2 separate regions of the Rattus norvegicus genome follow, and region 2 is linked to region 1. A link is a contact called in public Hi-C data. All regions are on one chromosome and are shown on one strand. The core of a region is the stretch at or near the end of the contact, and the rest is flanking DNA. Distances in the headings are between cores, read along the strand shown. Region 1 overlaps Rps8l1 (ribosomal protein S8 like 1). Region 2 holds the start of Gpr158 (G protein-coupled receptor 158).

The links. A called contact is a pair of places that touch in the nucleus more often than the background predicts.
Region 2: a Hi-C map of prefrontal cortex shows a contact between it and region 1, with 2.2 times the contacts expected there. The contact joins the promoter of Gpr158 here to the enhancer-like site in region 1. A contact is called at or near these places in 2 of 12 Hi-C or Micro-C datasets (frontal cortex and prefrontal cortex).

The regions. Positions count from the first base shown.
Region 1 is chr17:88,693,450-88,700,463 of GRCr8, reverse strand. The region is part of intron 1 of Rps8l1 (ribosomal protein S8 like 1); the gene reads left to right. It also overlaps a transcript of Gpr158 not described here. Among named protein-coding and RNA genes, the nearest start is that of Gpr158, 46 kb to the left of the region's middle. Within about 2 kb of position 5,258, at least 24 of the 93 cell types and tissues checked have an H3K27ac peak or open chromatin away from gene starts, as enhancers often do. A contact at or near this core is called in prefrontal cortex, where this site is marked.
Region 2 is chr17:88,739,160-88,745,957 of GRCr8, reverse strand. It overlaps Gpr158 (G protein-coupled receptor 158), which reads right to left and starts at 3,135. Exons shown (of 11, transcript NM_001170326.1): 1 at 1,531-3,135. The coding sequence starts at 2,432. All of the region lies in intron 1 of Rps8l1 (ribosomal protein S8 like 1), which reads left to right.

The DNA of each region.
Region 1 (7,014 bases), core at 4,009-6,508:
ATAGAGAAAAACAATCAGTGTCAACCTCTGGCTTCCACGTGCACATGCATACAAATACATGAACAGGCATGCGCGTGCGCACACACGCACACACACACACAGAGAGTGGTGCGAGGGGCTATTAAAACAAAATGGGTTAATATGTTCCTTCTAACTATCCATTATCCCATTTAAGAGGAGTGGAGACTTTCTCCTCACAATCATGGAAACTTTCCCTCTTATTGACCCTCCTAGAACTAATCACCAAGAAGAAAGCAATACTGGGAACTGACTATCATGTGTTTAAAAATAAAGTAGCCTTCAAGATAGTCACTATGGTGACATGAATGGGATTAGCTAATCAGTTTAGGTCACAGAGCCATGTACACTCCCTCTTAGCTGAGGGTTGACGATGTTAGGAACCAATATTGCCTGTAATATTGTGTTAGGAAGCCCAGGTGGGGAGCTTTCCTGATATACAGAAGGCAGCAATGTGCATTGCTGAGTCTGAAATGGATAGATTCAGACTCACTCATTAAAGGAAAGCAATAATACCATGACTGATGTCTGGGGAAAACGAATTAGTGTCTGTAAAGCAGTTTATAAATATGACCTAGTAAACAATAACGATGGAATCCTTGAGGGGCTGGACACTCACCATTTGTGATTGTCTGAGTTCAGAAAGACATCACTGCTGTTCCTCTGCCAGCAGCCTGCCCTGTGAGGTTGTTATTATGGGACAGCTGAATTCTAGAAGCCTGGAGGGCTCTTCAGCTACTCATTCACCTCTGAGACACTTATTCTCTATTTTGTGATGTAGTTAATATAAAAGAGAGAAAAAAAACTGGAGGAAGATCACCAGCCGTGGAACGGAGAGGTTGCCCATGCCTTACTTCTGAGAAGGGGGCAAGTCCTATGGCACCTGCTCAATCGATGTGCCGCTCCTCATGGAAATGTTGGGGACTGCATGGTTTGGGCTTTATCTTCCTGACTTTCAGCCTGCTCATCGTGAAGTGTCACCATCTGACCCAGGCCCTCTAACCTCTTGGGGTCTCAGTTACTTCTCTATAAAGTTACTTAGTGTTGTCCCATCCCACTGTAAGACTCCAGATCTCCAAGATCTAAGGCAAATTTCCCTGGTTGGATGATTTCAGTCCTAGTTCAACGTTTAAAAGATGCTGTAATTTAGGTGTCCCGGGGCAGGGAGAGAATTCGAGGTAGAGACTTGTGTGAGGAGGTTTGGGAGTCGGCAGGGTACTACTAGAACCAAAGGTCATGGGAGGAGAGGACAAAAGAGTAAGGCAGCAATGAGCTGTGGTGTCACCCAAAGGGCAGCATCAGCCAGCATCGCGGGATCTCTGGAGCCAGGATGGTCCTCCAGAATGCAACCTGAGGCAAGCCCACCCTCTGCCTTCTAATTAGTGAAGGTTGTTCCCATCAGAACAGTTTAGGCAAGGCAGTTCTGGCTGCTAGCTAGCACTGTCTGGGAAGGACTCCACAGTGACTTCCAATACTAAGTGCCAACACTCCCAGAAACTGAAACCTAGATTCCTCAGTCTTAAAGGGGAAAGTATGAGAGTGTCTGTGATATGTATGTCCTACTCCTACATCTGCTAACTAGCGGGACCAAGGCAATGGGACCGTGTCTCTGCTTTCCCAGCTGCTCATCCGACAGCCTTGTATTCTCTACACTAAATCCCTAAAGGGAAAATTATACTGGAGTCTTCCTGCCCGACGTAAAGTGTGACTGAGCACAGCCCAACTCTGCAAACAGCCCCAGTAGGAAAGCTCTGTTCTTGGCATTGCCTGGTATGCTCCCTCTGGACTTTGTGAGCCAGTACACTGCCCCTTCCATGTCTTCTGTCACTAGTTTGAACCAAGGTGTTGTGTAAAATAAGCAAGGACTCCAGCCCTGAGCTACATCCTCAGTCCAATGCCCTACCTTTTAAAAGGCATGTTAACTTAATCTTCAAAACATGTCATTTGATGTATTGACTGTCACTGCTGTACCTTGCACTTTCTGATGATTGTTAAGTTGTGAGAAATTAACATTTTCTTTGTTTATACATGAGGAAGCTAGAGCCCAGTAGTCTTTTACTAGAGGAGTTCTATGTTTGAAGAATTCTGTCTTTTGTGTTGCCAACAGTGAGAAAAGATTTCCTTACAGAATGAGGTAGCCTAGATAAATTCAAACATTTATTTTTTTCTTTTATCTTTGGTGGGGATTTTTCTGACTTAACTATTTTAGAGGATGTATTTTCTATTTTCTGTCCTTTGGTTTTGAGCAAAAGGCACATCTTAAAAATATCTAATCAATAAGGAAAATGCAATTCCATTACGCATCGCTTCCTTTCGTAGGACCTATTTTAAGCTCAGACTTCCTGGAACTAAGCTATCCAGTGGTTTATCAGAAATAACTAGACACTTTGAATAAATTATATTTACAAATCCACAATTGTCTCTTTGGGTATAAATTTATACAAAGCTATCCTAAAAATGTTCTTAACACTATTCCACTTGGAATGACGAGGAAATAAATGGAATAGAATCATTCCACTCAGGTTTACTGGGGTTACTCCAGAGAAGTATATAAACACAGAACCCCAAGGGTCTTAGTTGTTAGCAGCAAGTGGAGTCAGCTTTCCAAATGTAACTCCATACATTAGAATGACATTTGCTTGGTTGATAAACGTCTGCCCATACTTAATCAATTGTAATAGAAAATTACTGAGTGTTCCATTTTAGATATATTCCTGCCCTCAAGAAATTTGCCATCTCCCTAGGGAGAACAGAGTAGCACATGAAATACCTAAAGTACAATTAAATCTGAAATGCCATAAGTTTAGCAGGAGTTCAGGGAGAGGAGTCAGTCACCACAGGCTGATGTAGTCAGAAGAGCGTGCACCAGGGATTAGAAGGGAGGCCTTTGAAAGCCTTAGTTGAGCTGCAAAAATATTTTCTGGGTGGGGCGGTGTTTTAAGTGTTCATTACTTTTTAATGTCTTATCTATAAATTATTGATTAGGCTGCTGAGCGCTGAGTCGTACTTGAAAGAGCTCGCCTGCGGTGGGTCAGGTGAACTTGGAGGAAGAGAAGACATGGAGAAGGTCTCAGAGCCGGTGGCATCCCTAGAGTCAGAGCAGACATAGATGAGAGTCCCCAGGATGTCAGCAAGAGGACACTGATCCTTGGTGAGAATAGATGGAAAGACATCGAGAAGGATAGGGGAGGCAGTAAGAGAGGAAGTTCTCAAGTCATTTGTCCTGGCTCCAAAGCCCCAGGTCAAATTTGCTGGCCCACTATTGAGTAAAGAAGGTTGAGGAAGATTTGGGGAAAAGTTCTAGTCAGGACAAACTGCTGCCTACTGCTGTCATACCTACTGGCTGCAGAGATTTAATGATCCTGGCCATATTTCTGTAAATTGTCTGCCATTAAAAGTATGAAAGGGACCAGCACTCAAGAAGCAGAGGCAGATAGGCCTCAGTGAGTTCAAGGCCAGCCTGCTTTACACTTTGAGTTCCCAGACAGCAAGGGCTTCATAATAGAGAGACCCTGTCTCAAAAATAAACAAATTAAATGTATGAGAGAGTTAGGCATGGTGATACAAGACTGCAATCCTAGCTATTGAGGAGGCCGAGTCAGAGGGAGTACAAGTTAAGGCCAGACTGGACAACTTTGGGAGATCTTAAGACCAAAGTAAAAAGGGAGGTCAATATTGTCTTAGCTGCTTCTTGTTGCAACAGAAACAGCTTAAAGAAAGAAAGAATGGTTTATTCGGGCTCACAGACCCTTTGAGGTCACAGACCCTTCTAGCAGGAAAGTCACAGGGGCAGGAGCTTGAAGTAGCTAGTCACTTGCATCTACAGTCAGGAAGCAGATAGCAATAGGACTGCTTGCATCCGGCTTACTTTCTCCAGCATCCCCAACTAAGGAATGGTGCTGCCCACAGTCGGCGAACCATGAGCATGCTCAGTCATGCCTTCCAGATGATTCTGGATCTTACCAGCTTGACAGTTGAGATGAATCATCACAGGGGTACAGCCAAGTGACAGTGTTTGCCTAGTATTCAAGAGATCTGAGGCTCCATTACCGGCACGGGGGGGGGGGGGGGAAGCACAGAAAACATGAGTGGGTAGACTAAACCCAAAGTTGCTAGCACACTCAAGTCTGGAGAGGAAAACTTTACAAGAACACACATAGAATATTAATCCTAGTAATGACCACTAACTGCACAGGTACTTTCTGCCTGGGAATGTCAAATACATTTATATTCAGTAATTTATTTAATCCTCAAAACCATACTTGGAAAATGGTCATGTCCCATGGTAGAGATGGGACAAAGAGTGCTCCTAGGTGGAGAAACTGCTATAAAGGGGAAATTAGAATGAGCTGCATATTCACCTAGTGAATGACTAACCAATCCAGTCACCCTGTGAGAATGAGAGTTTGCCAAAATAGCAAGACTCCCCAAACACCTGAGTCCTGACAAAGTGCTTTCATATTCACTCTCTCTTAATCTCAGCACAGTTTGGTAATGAAGACATTTTCTTTCCTCCTATAGATAAAAAATGGGTAAGAAAACGGATACATGACTCAGTCAGGGTCTGTCCGGTAAGAATAGCCTGGAACAAGACTCCAATCCAGCTGTGCAAACACCTAAACCAGGAGGAGGCCAGTCAAGGAGTGAAGGGAAAGGGGGCTCTAACACGGACCATGATTCCCTGCACCCCCACCACATTACATACAGAAGTCACCTTGTCCTAAAGGGGATTGTTTTTAACTTTGGTAAACAAGAGGGAGGTGACCACAGGCTAAGAAGACCTAAGCTATATCAAGCCTTGAACAGAGCAGAGGCATTGTTGCTGTTATCCTGGCAACAGGGAAATACGACAGCTGCAGAGAAAGACAAAGGGAACATAGGGGAGCAAGAACAGACCTGAAAGGCAACATTGGGTCTGGTGAGAGAGAGCTGCCTGGTCCCTTCCACCGGGAATTTACCATGGCAATAAGATCCCTGGACACTGAAGCCTTCCTAGCCAACCTCCTTGCCCAGCCTCCAGCTGTCACCCCACTATGCCAACTCCTCCCCTGGAAGAATCCTGTGGAAGCCATTATGATAATGCAGTTCCTTGCTGACTTGCCTTTGGGAACACCAGGCAGATCCCTTGAGCCAGGCTTTCTTTGAATGGAAGAACTAGGGGAGTTGCTGCCATAGCAACACAGTTCCCCTGCCCATTTCTACCATCCGTGAGCTGGGGGAGATCCCTGGAGGAAGTGGTTCCCCACCTCCTTTACCAAGGCAGGAGAGATCGCCAAGGACACACAGATGGAGAGGAGCCTTAGGGAATGTTCCCTCTAGCCTGAAATGGCTGCTGATGTTGTCATGGCAACCGGATCCTATGCCCACCAAACCATGAAGGAGGGAGAGCTAGAGGGAGGCTTGGGAGCCAGCATGTGCCAGAGCAGCTCCAAGCTCCCACGTCAGCAGGCAGACTATATGGTGGAGGCCCACCTTAGGTTGGAGTGTCCCAGAGGCTCATCTCAGGTGTCTGAAAGGACTAGTAACGATCTTCTGTGAGAGGATAGTGCTAATTAAGACAGGGAGTGAAGAGGAATAGTTAATCTAGGTGTGGTGGTGCACACTGGGAGTCCTAGCACTTGGGGGACTGAGGCAAGAGGATTGCAAGGTCAAGCAGCCCCTGGGCTATGTTGTAAGAACTGCTCTCAGAAACAGTGACTACAGAAGGTGTAGGATGGCTGCTTTTAATGTCAACAGTTGACTCTGCCAATGCGAAGCACTAGGATGTGTCTAAAATGTCCTCATTTTTCTTTCTATTCTTAAATTGTCTTGGGTAAGTCCCTTAACTTGCAACAATGTGTCAGATACTCAGATCACTTTTGTCTACCAGCAGAAGGCAACCTGGGAACATATACAGAAGGAAACATCCCATCCTTCAAGTGGATTCAAGTTGGAGTCTCTAAATTATATGTGTGTACATGATTCATATTATTAAACTGTACCCTAACCTATAAAACCCAATTCAAAATGCATAAAAATAGAATATTCTGGGAACCAAAGTCAAGAGAGTTACGGTGATGTTGACGACAAGAAATGCAGCCTTTGGAAATGTCAATGCCCTAGATCCACACGCCTGCCCATTATTGCCTTCCATTAGACACATCTGGGAGTAAAGGAGTGAGAGATGAGTAAAACAGGCTGATATAAATGCTATTGCTCTTTTTTATTCTGTTCCCTCTAATCGGGTCATTGTCATTCCCATCTGGGTTCAGGAAAACACTACGTGACCTTTGATGAGGATAGGTAATGTATTAAACCAGCTCACAGGCCGTAGAAACGAATTTATATTATTAGAAAAGGATTCCATTCATTTTTACCATCACTGTCCTGTGTATGACTGACACAGAGTTGAGATGCACTGATGGTGACCACAGAGCACTGCCGAGGACACCCCTCCTGGGACATCACAAGTATAGCTGTGTTTTGTTTCAGACACCGTCTCCTCTTCCTGGTGATGCGCGGAGAAGCCAGTATTCTCTCCGCACTGAGGCTAAGAAGCATAAATGAGTTTTGCTAAGGCCACTTAGAGTAGGTACAAACTCTGGACTCAAGCCCAGCGCTAGTGCAAAGCCGATATGTAACAAACTCCCCAGGTAGCTATGGGCCACAGAAACTGCCTACGTCACAACTGGTCTGGACCGGTTGGGCAATATAAATAAAATGGTTGAAGTGCTATTAATTTCCTCCTCAGATGTTTTTTATGTCTCAAATCCCCCAACAATGGCACTGTTTGCTGTGCCAGCTCAGCCCCTCCCCCGCCCCCTTTCCGCTGCTATTGCGCTGTTTGTGTGGTCTGATTTACGTTTCATCTCAGTGCGCACACAACACCTGGTACTAAATGGACAAACCTCGCTTTGTTTCCAGTGAGATGATAAGAAGGAATATGAAGGAGGAAAAACAAATTCAAACCACTTACCAGCCTTACGGACCCACAGGGGCTGAGAACCCAATACAGAG
Region 2 (6,798 bases), core at 1,886-4,385, 48 kb before region 1:
ATAAAGGCTACAGGATTTTATGACTGTGTATTTCCCTAGAGACAAACTGTTTCGATTCTCTCAGTTGATAGATAAGTGCCCGGGGCCCAGCGAGGTTAAACAACTTCATCGGAGGCAGTGCTTCTACTTTCCTGGGATTTCCTACCCATTGCTTGCCCTGGTATGTTCAAGCACATGCACACACACACACACACACACACACACACACACACACACACAGAGAGAGAGAGAGAGAGAGAGAGAGAGAAAGAGAGAGAGAGAGGGAGAGGGAGAGGGAGAGAGAGAGAGAGAGAGAGAGAGAGAGAGAGATCGCTTTTTCCAAATCTCAAAAATGTTAAATAATTAAATATATATATATATAATATATATATATAATATATATAAATAAATAATTAAATATATATATATATAATTATATATATAATATATATAAATATATATTATATATATATATATATATATATATATATCAATTCCAACCCCCCTCTGGTTCTTTGCAGTTTCCCATCGGGGTCTCTGGTAAACCCCATCAACATCAGTTCTCTCCAAATCCCTCTCTGCAGGTTCTCCTCCCTCCCCTCCATTCCTTCCTTGCATCCATCCCTGAAAGGCTACTTCTAGAAGTCCCTCACTGTGGAGCTGATGGGTAACAGTTCTAATCTGAGAGTGAGAGCTTTCCTATGACGCCATCGGGAGAGCTACTAAAGTCTCTTCCTAGTTTCCTGTTTGGGTGAGACTGATTCCTCCCTCCCCAACTCTCATGGAGAACCTTCAGCTGTGCCTAAGGAGAACAGGAGGAGGAAGACACCAGGAAGGAAAGCTGATGACTAGAGAAGAAGGGGGGAAGCCAATAGGAGTACTCTGGATCCTGGAGATGGCTCTGCTGCTGAGTGACTCAGTGCTGAGTGGCCAGAACTGCCCAGGGGATGGCACAGGTTTAATTACACGCTCTGGTAGCTGACTAACAGCAGGCTTGCGCTCCAGACTACACTCACAGGAAGTGGGCAGAGGCTATCCCAAAGTGACAGATTCAAGGAATTCTCACTCCTTGTATCCTTGTAGTTCTCTCTCTCTCTCTCTCTCTCTCTCTCTCTCTCTCTCTCTCTCTCTCTCTCTCTCTCTCTCACACACACACACACACACACACACACACACACACACACACATACTCACACGCACAACTGGTGTTCTTGACTCTGATGGGCACAGCCCAAGCTCTCCCAAAGTTCGGGGACAGAGTTGTTAACCTTCTCCCCTTGTGCTATGGAAGGATTGAGACCAATTGCTACATCCCCCAAGCCCCGCTGCCGCTGCACACCAGGGAATGGCTTTCCGTGAGTGCCTAAAGCAGACAGACCGGGCATTTGTCACCCCTCCGCGCATGAGCTCGCCTGGACTTCTCTTAGTCTGAAGTTCTGTTCCAAGGCTGGAGACTTAAGTCTCACTGGCAGACAAGTGTGTTTCCCCAGAGTGCCTATTTACAAAACCAAAAGATGACTCTGTGTGTGCCCTATCCAACCCTCTTCCTACCTGAATTCCGGGACCAGGTTAGGTTGAAGCCCGTAGAAGGCAGCAGAGAGAGTGACCAGCCACCCGGGCTTGTAACTCCCATTCTCGCACTCCAGAAAAGGTGGAGACCACTTGACATGGCTCCTGTCCCCGCCAAGCCCATCCCTGCGCCGCCAGCTGTGGCCCAGGCCCCGTGGCCCCTGATTGGAGCCGCGGCGGTGCAAGTGGGGCCTCCACTTTCGCCGAAGCCCGTGGAACCACTCGGTCTCCAGAGTGGCGTTAGCCAGGTGGTGAGCGGAGGAGGACAGGTCCTGCAGCAGGATGCGACTCTCCTCACGGGTGGCCTGGAGGAAGACTTGCGGGGCGGGCGTGGACAGCGACTCGGTGCTGAAGGTGATGGCCGCCCGGGAGATGCTGGGCTCTCCCTCCAGGAGACTTCGCACCAAAGCCTGGTACCACTGCAGGTCATCCTGCACGGTCTGCTCCCGAGACTTATTGCTCTGCAACATCATGTTGAGGAAGTTGGTGGCGTGTGTCAGAGTGTCCAGCGCCCCGTGCAAGGAAGGATGGGAGCTGGCTAGGGACGGTGACTTCCCCGGCAGGCCCGCCAACTCATAGCGGCCTGAGCAGTTGGCTCTCTTCAGCTGGTGGAAGTCCCCAGTATAGAGGTAAGAGGCCACGTCCATGGGCACCTCCTCGGCTAGTTTTTGTGCCAAGATGGTGCCGTCTGTGGAGCGGCTCCAGGGAATAGAGGGGTCCGGGGCAGAGGCTCGCGGCAGCTGCTGACCGTGCTGCTTCCCCCTCGAAGTCCTCTCTCGAGAAGAATCTGGCCGTTCTGAAGGGTCGAGGCTGGCACCAACCTCTCCCAATCCCAGATGAGCGAGCAGGAGGCAGAGGAGTAAAGAGTAAGCCATGGCTCCCATCTGTCTAGCACAGAAGAGAGGAGATAACCGGAGGAGTCACTTTGTAAATTTCGGTCCTTAATTTATCACCAGTAAGACTTTTGGGGGAGAGGCTTCCTTCTCCAGGTGGAGCCCAGTCCAGATGGACTTTAAAATAAGAATGTTTTGAAATTGGCCCAGCTGGTTCAGCTGCCGTCACAGACCCAAATCACCTGTGGCAATGCTGGCTGTGTCCCGCTCCACAATGGGTCGGCTCGGGATTACGCACCTCGCAGCCTTGAGCCAAACAGGTTACATCCCCGGCAGCTATAGTTAGCCGGCTTACGTCTTTCTGCTCAGCCGCTTCCACCGCCGCTCTCATTGAGGTGTGTTCAAGAGCTGGTGCTGATGCTGCTGATGCTGCTGATGCTGCCACCGCGGCCACTGAAGACGCTGCTCCATCATCTCACCCTTGGCAGGTCGTTCCCGCCTCCTGGCTGTGGCCCCTCCTCGACCCTTTCGCCCCGAGATGAAAGCGCGCACACAGATCCACGCCGCGAGCTCAGCGGCGAGTCCCAAGGAACCCAGGTTTTCTTTGAAGACGTTTGTGTCTCTGGAGTCCAGACTGCCAGGCAGCTGGTTAACTGGAGCCCTTACCACAAACCGCACCGCTGCCTCTCCCTGCTCTCAGATGAAACCAGTTTAAAGAGACAGCTTGGCCGCAACCAAACCCTTCTAGGGCGGCTTCAAGTCGTCTTGTGCCCTGTTTGGTCGGCGCCTCTGTCAATCAGCTGACTGCCATTTGTTGGCTGGGGCGGGAGCTGTCCAGTGCTGAACCCGAGGCGCACTGAGGAGGCGGAGGAGGAGGCGGCGGCGCTGCTTTCACCCACTCGTGTTCCCTGATGACTCGGAAACCTGCAGGGGTGGCGAGGAGTGGGCGGGAAAGAGGAGAGAAGCGGCGCTTTTGGTGGCTGAAAGCGAAGGAAACTTGGGCTACTGAGCAGGAGGAGGCTGTAGGCATCTGGCTTGCTTAGTTAGATCAGCCCTTCCTTTTGCCTGGAAAAGAGGGAGAAGAGAGTAGTTTTCATTTCTGACTGAAACTGGGGAGGAGGGAACGTAGGATGGAAACGTGTCCTTCTTAGCATCTGCTCATTTTTTTAGGCAAATTATCAAATTCTCTTCCTCATTGTCGGTTAAGGAAATGATTAAACCTGGCCTTCCAATGATGGTCTTAGCTGTGAGAGAGTAATGGAGACATCTACTGGCTGAGCGTCAAGGAAAAATAAATGTCATATTTAAGGAATCCTCTTCTTCGGAGCCAGAATGAAAGCGGAGCTCTGACAATAAAGATGTGTGGAGAGGGGACATGACCAAGAATTGCGTGTTGTAGACTGTGAGAGAATGAGGACGAAAACGAGTGAATCCCTAGTGTGTGTGGGATACAAAGTCACTGTCGGTGAGTTACTGGAATTGATGAAAAACAGCTCAGACTTCAAGGGAGGGCTCCAGAGATGTGTCAGCTCCTTAAAGAATTGGGAAGGGCCCCTAAGCCACCTGGGTGTATCACTTGAAGTTTCCTGTGACATTTCCCTGTTGCATCTGCACTTTCCAAGTGGGCCTCCACTTTCGAATTCCTCAAGAAGACACATGTAGAAAATCCCAGGTTTATTTTAGTCCCCAACTAACAATAGTGTCACTCATGCCAGTCCAAGAGACTTACTGTACTATATATCATTTTGTTCTGGCAAGAAAATACCTTAGGCTATTCTGGGTTTCTATCATTATATACTGATAAGTAAGGAAAAATGTTTGTTTAGCTCTTAGCTTTGCACAGTGGGTGTCCAAGATCAGGTGGTCCCTGATTTGGGTGACTGGTGATGGCCTTCTGGAGAGCATGGAAGACAGTATGATGCTCAGTAATATATTGAGGAGGGAGAGAGAAGCCAATTGGCATCGAGAGGAGGACTAAACAGGGTTTTTATGACAATCTAGTCGCACAAAGCCCTACTGACTCTCAGCATGAAGCATTCATCCACTAGTGAGAGTAGAGACCCCACAAACTAATTGCCTTCTACTAGGTCCCACCTCTTAAAGTTTTACCGTATTAACACGTCCACGCTGAGGACAAAGCTTCCAGTGAAAGAGTCTTTGGAGCACTATCCACATCAAGTAATAACAACGTCTAAGTACTGGGATGTAAGAGACAAAACAAGAAATATCTTCCCAGTCACAATCATGGTGGTACACTGAATATCTAGAACACTGCTGGCACTGTACAGTAGGCTCTCACTATATACTTGGTAATTAGTGAAGGAATTAGATGGTGATAAACCTAGCTATCCTTTTCTCATGAGAAGAGTTTTGCTCAGCGAGCCAGGGATGAAGGCTTTTGGGATAGGACTTAGCAACCAGTTTTCTCAGCTGTTATATATGGTTTCCTAATACATTTTTGTGATTATGCTAACAATATAGTTATTTGATTTGTATTTACTTATAAGTAGATTCTGTGCTTATATCTGTCCTAGTTAGGAGTACTATTGCAGTGATGAAACACCATGACCAAAAAAGCAAGTTTTGGAGGAAATAGATTATTTCTACATCACAATCTATCATCAAAGGAAGACAGGAAGGAACAGAAAGAGGGCAGAAACCTGATGCAGAAGCTCATTCAGAGGCCATGGAGGGATGCTGCTTACCGGCTTTCTCTTCTTGGCTTGCTTAGCCTGCTTTCTATGGAACCCATAACCATCAATTAGCCCAGGGATGGCACCACCACAATGGTCTAGACCTTCTCATATCAATCGCTAATTAAGGAAATGCTGGCTTGCCTATAGCCTGATCTTATAGAAGCACTTCCTCATTGGAGGTTCCATCCTCTCTGATGACTCTAGCCTAGGGGTAAGTTGACATCAAACTAGCCAGCATAATATCTGACTTTTTGTCTAAATCTTTCTTTGCAACATATGCTAAGTAGAAGTAATTTCAGCTTATTAGTCTGTTATATCACATGTGGCAATAATTACAGATGGAGTTTCTCTTGAATTTGTCATGGTATTCTCTGTTTTTGCATTTATTTAGCTATCTAAAAACTTAAATGTAATTTCCTCAGTGACTATTTTAGGAAACTTATAGAACATTTAAAATTATTTAAATGTCTTCTGTATCTAATTTAAAAGGAAGGTATTTATCATTAGTTGTTCCTTTATACAATTAATTTAGTGCCCCAAAATAATCAAAAGACCTGAGCACTGGCTCTAGCCTTGTTTTAAAGAAATATATGTGGAGCCTGAAGAGATGGTTCTGCAGTTAAGAATAATGGGTACATTTTCAAAAGACCCAGGGTCAAAGAGCCAGTAGAGCTGGCCCTGATCTAGAGGGAGTGGGTGAACCATCAAGAGAGAGTTGGTCCCTCTACCTTGCTGGGGAGGGAGGAAATGCCCTCTTCCCCCTCACCCCTCACTACCTGAGGTTGTCAAGAGAGTGGGTGACCTGGCCCTGACCCCTCAATGGCTGCCACACTCAAGAGAAGGGACCCTCCACCTCTCCTGGCCAGCACAGTATGTTGGCCCTGGTGGAGGAGGAACAGGTGAGCCAACCACAAGGAAGAGAACATGAGAGAGCTGGCCCAGTCACTCATCTGGCATGAGGTGGCATGAATGTATGGCTGATGCCCTCCCCCATCTCTCTTTGCCACCTGCAGTAGTCAGGAGAGCTGTCCCTGAAATCATGAGAGCAATAGCTAGCCCTCCCCCCTTATTGGCTGTAGCACTCAGGAAAGTGGGCCCTGCACCTCACCAGGGCAGCAAAGTGGAACTGACCTTGGTGGTGATGCAGATAAGTCATCCCTGAGGGAGTGAGAGTGGGAGGGCTGGCCCATGCCCCTCATAGGCTGCAGCACTTTAGAGAGTATGCCCTGTACCTTGACTAGGCAGCACAGTGGATCTAGCAGCATGGGTGTGGGTGAGCCAGCCCCAAGAGCATTGAGAGCAGGAAAGCTGACCCTGCCATCTGCCTATGGTGGCATTGGGTGACCTAGCCAGAGCAGTGCTGGAGAGCCCCCCTAATGGTGCAGATAAAGAAGAGCTGACATGCTGACCAGTTCAGCTATAACCAAATCCAAGATCTAGGGCTCTGAGTTGTCCCACCCCAAAATTTATATTATCTATGAACAGTTGGAATGCATGAAAGGGCCAGTCTTGCTGTTCCAAAGCAGCAGGATCTCCATAACACAGGGCAATAGTATAACAAGGAGGAGTTGTTATGAGGAACTAATATTGATGGTGTTACTGTAGGCTTATATTTTTCAAAACTTTAAAAGTGTGCTTAAATACTTTAACCTCCTTTCTAGCCAACAATGCACCAGATATAGTAGAAAGGAAAGGTTAATGGGGCAAAGGAGAATGTGGAC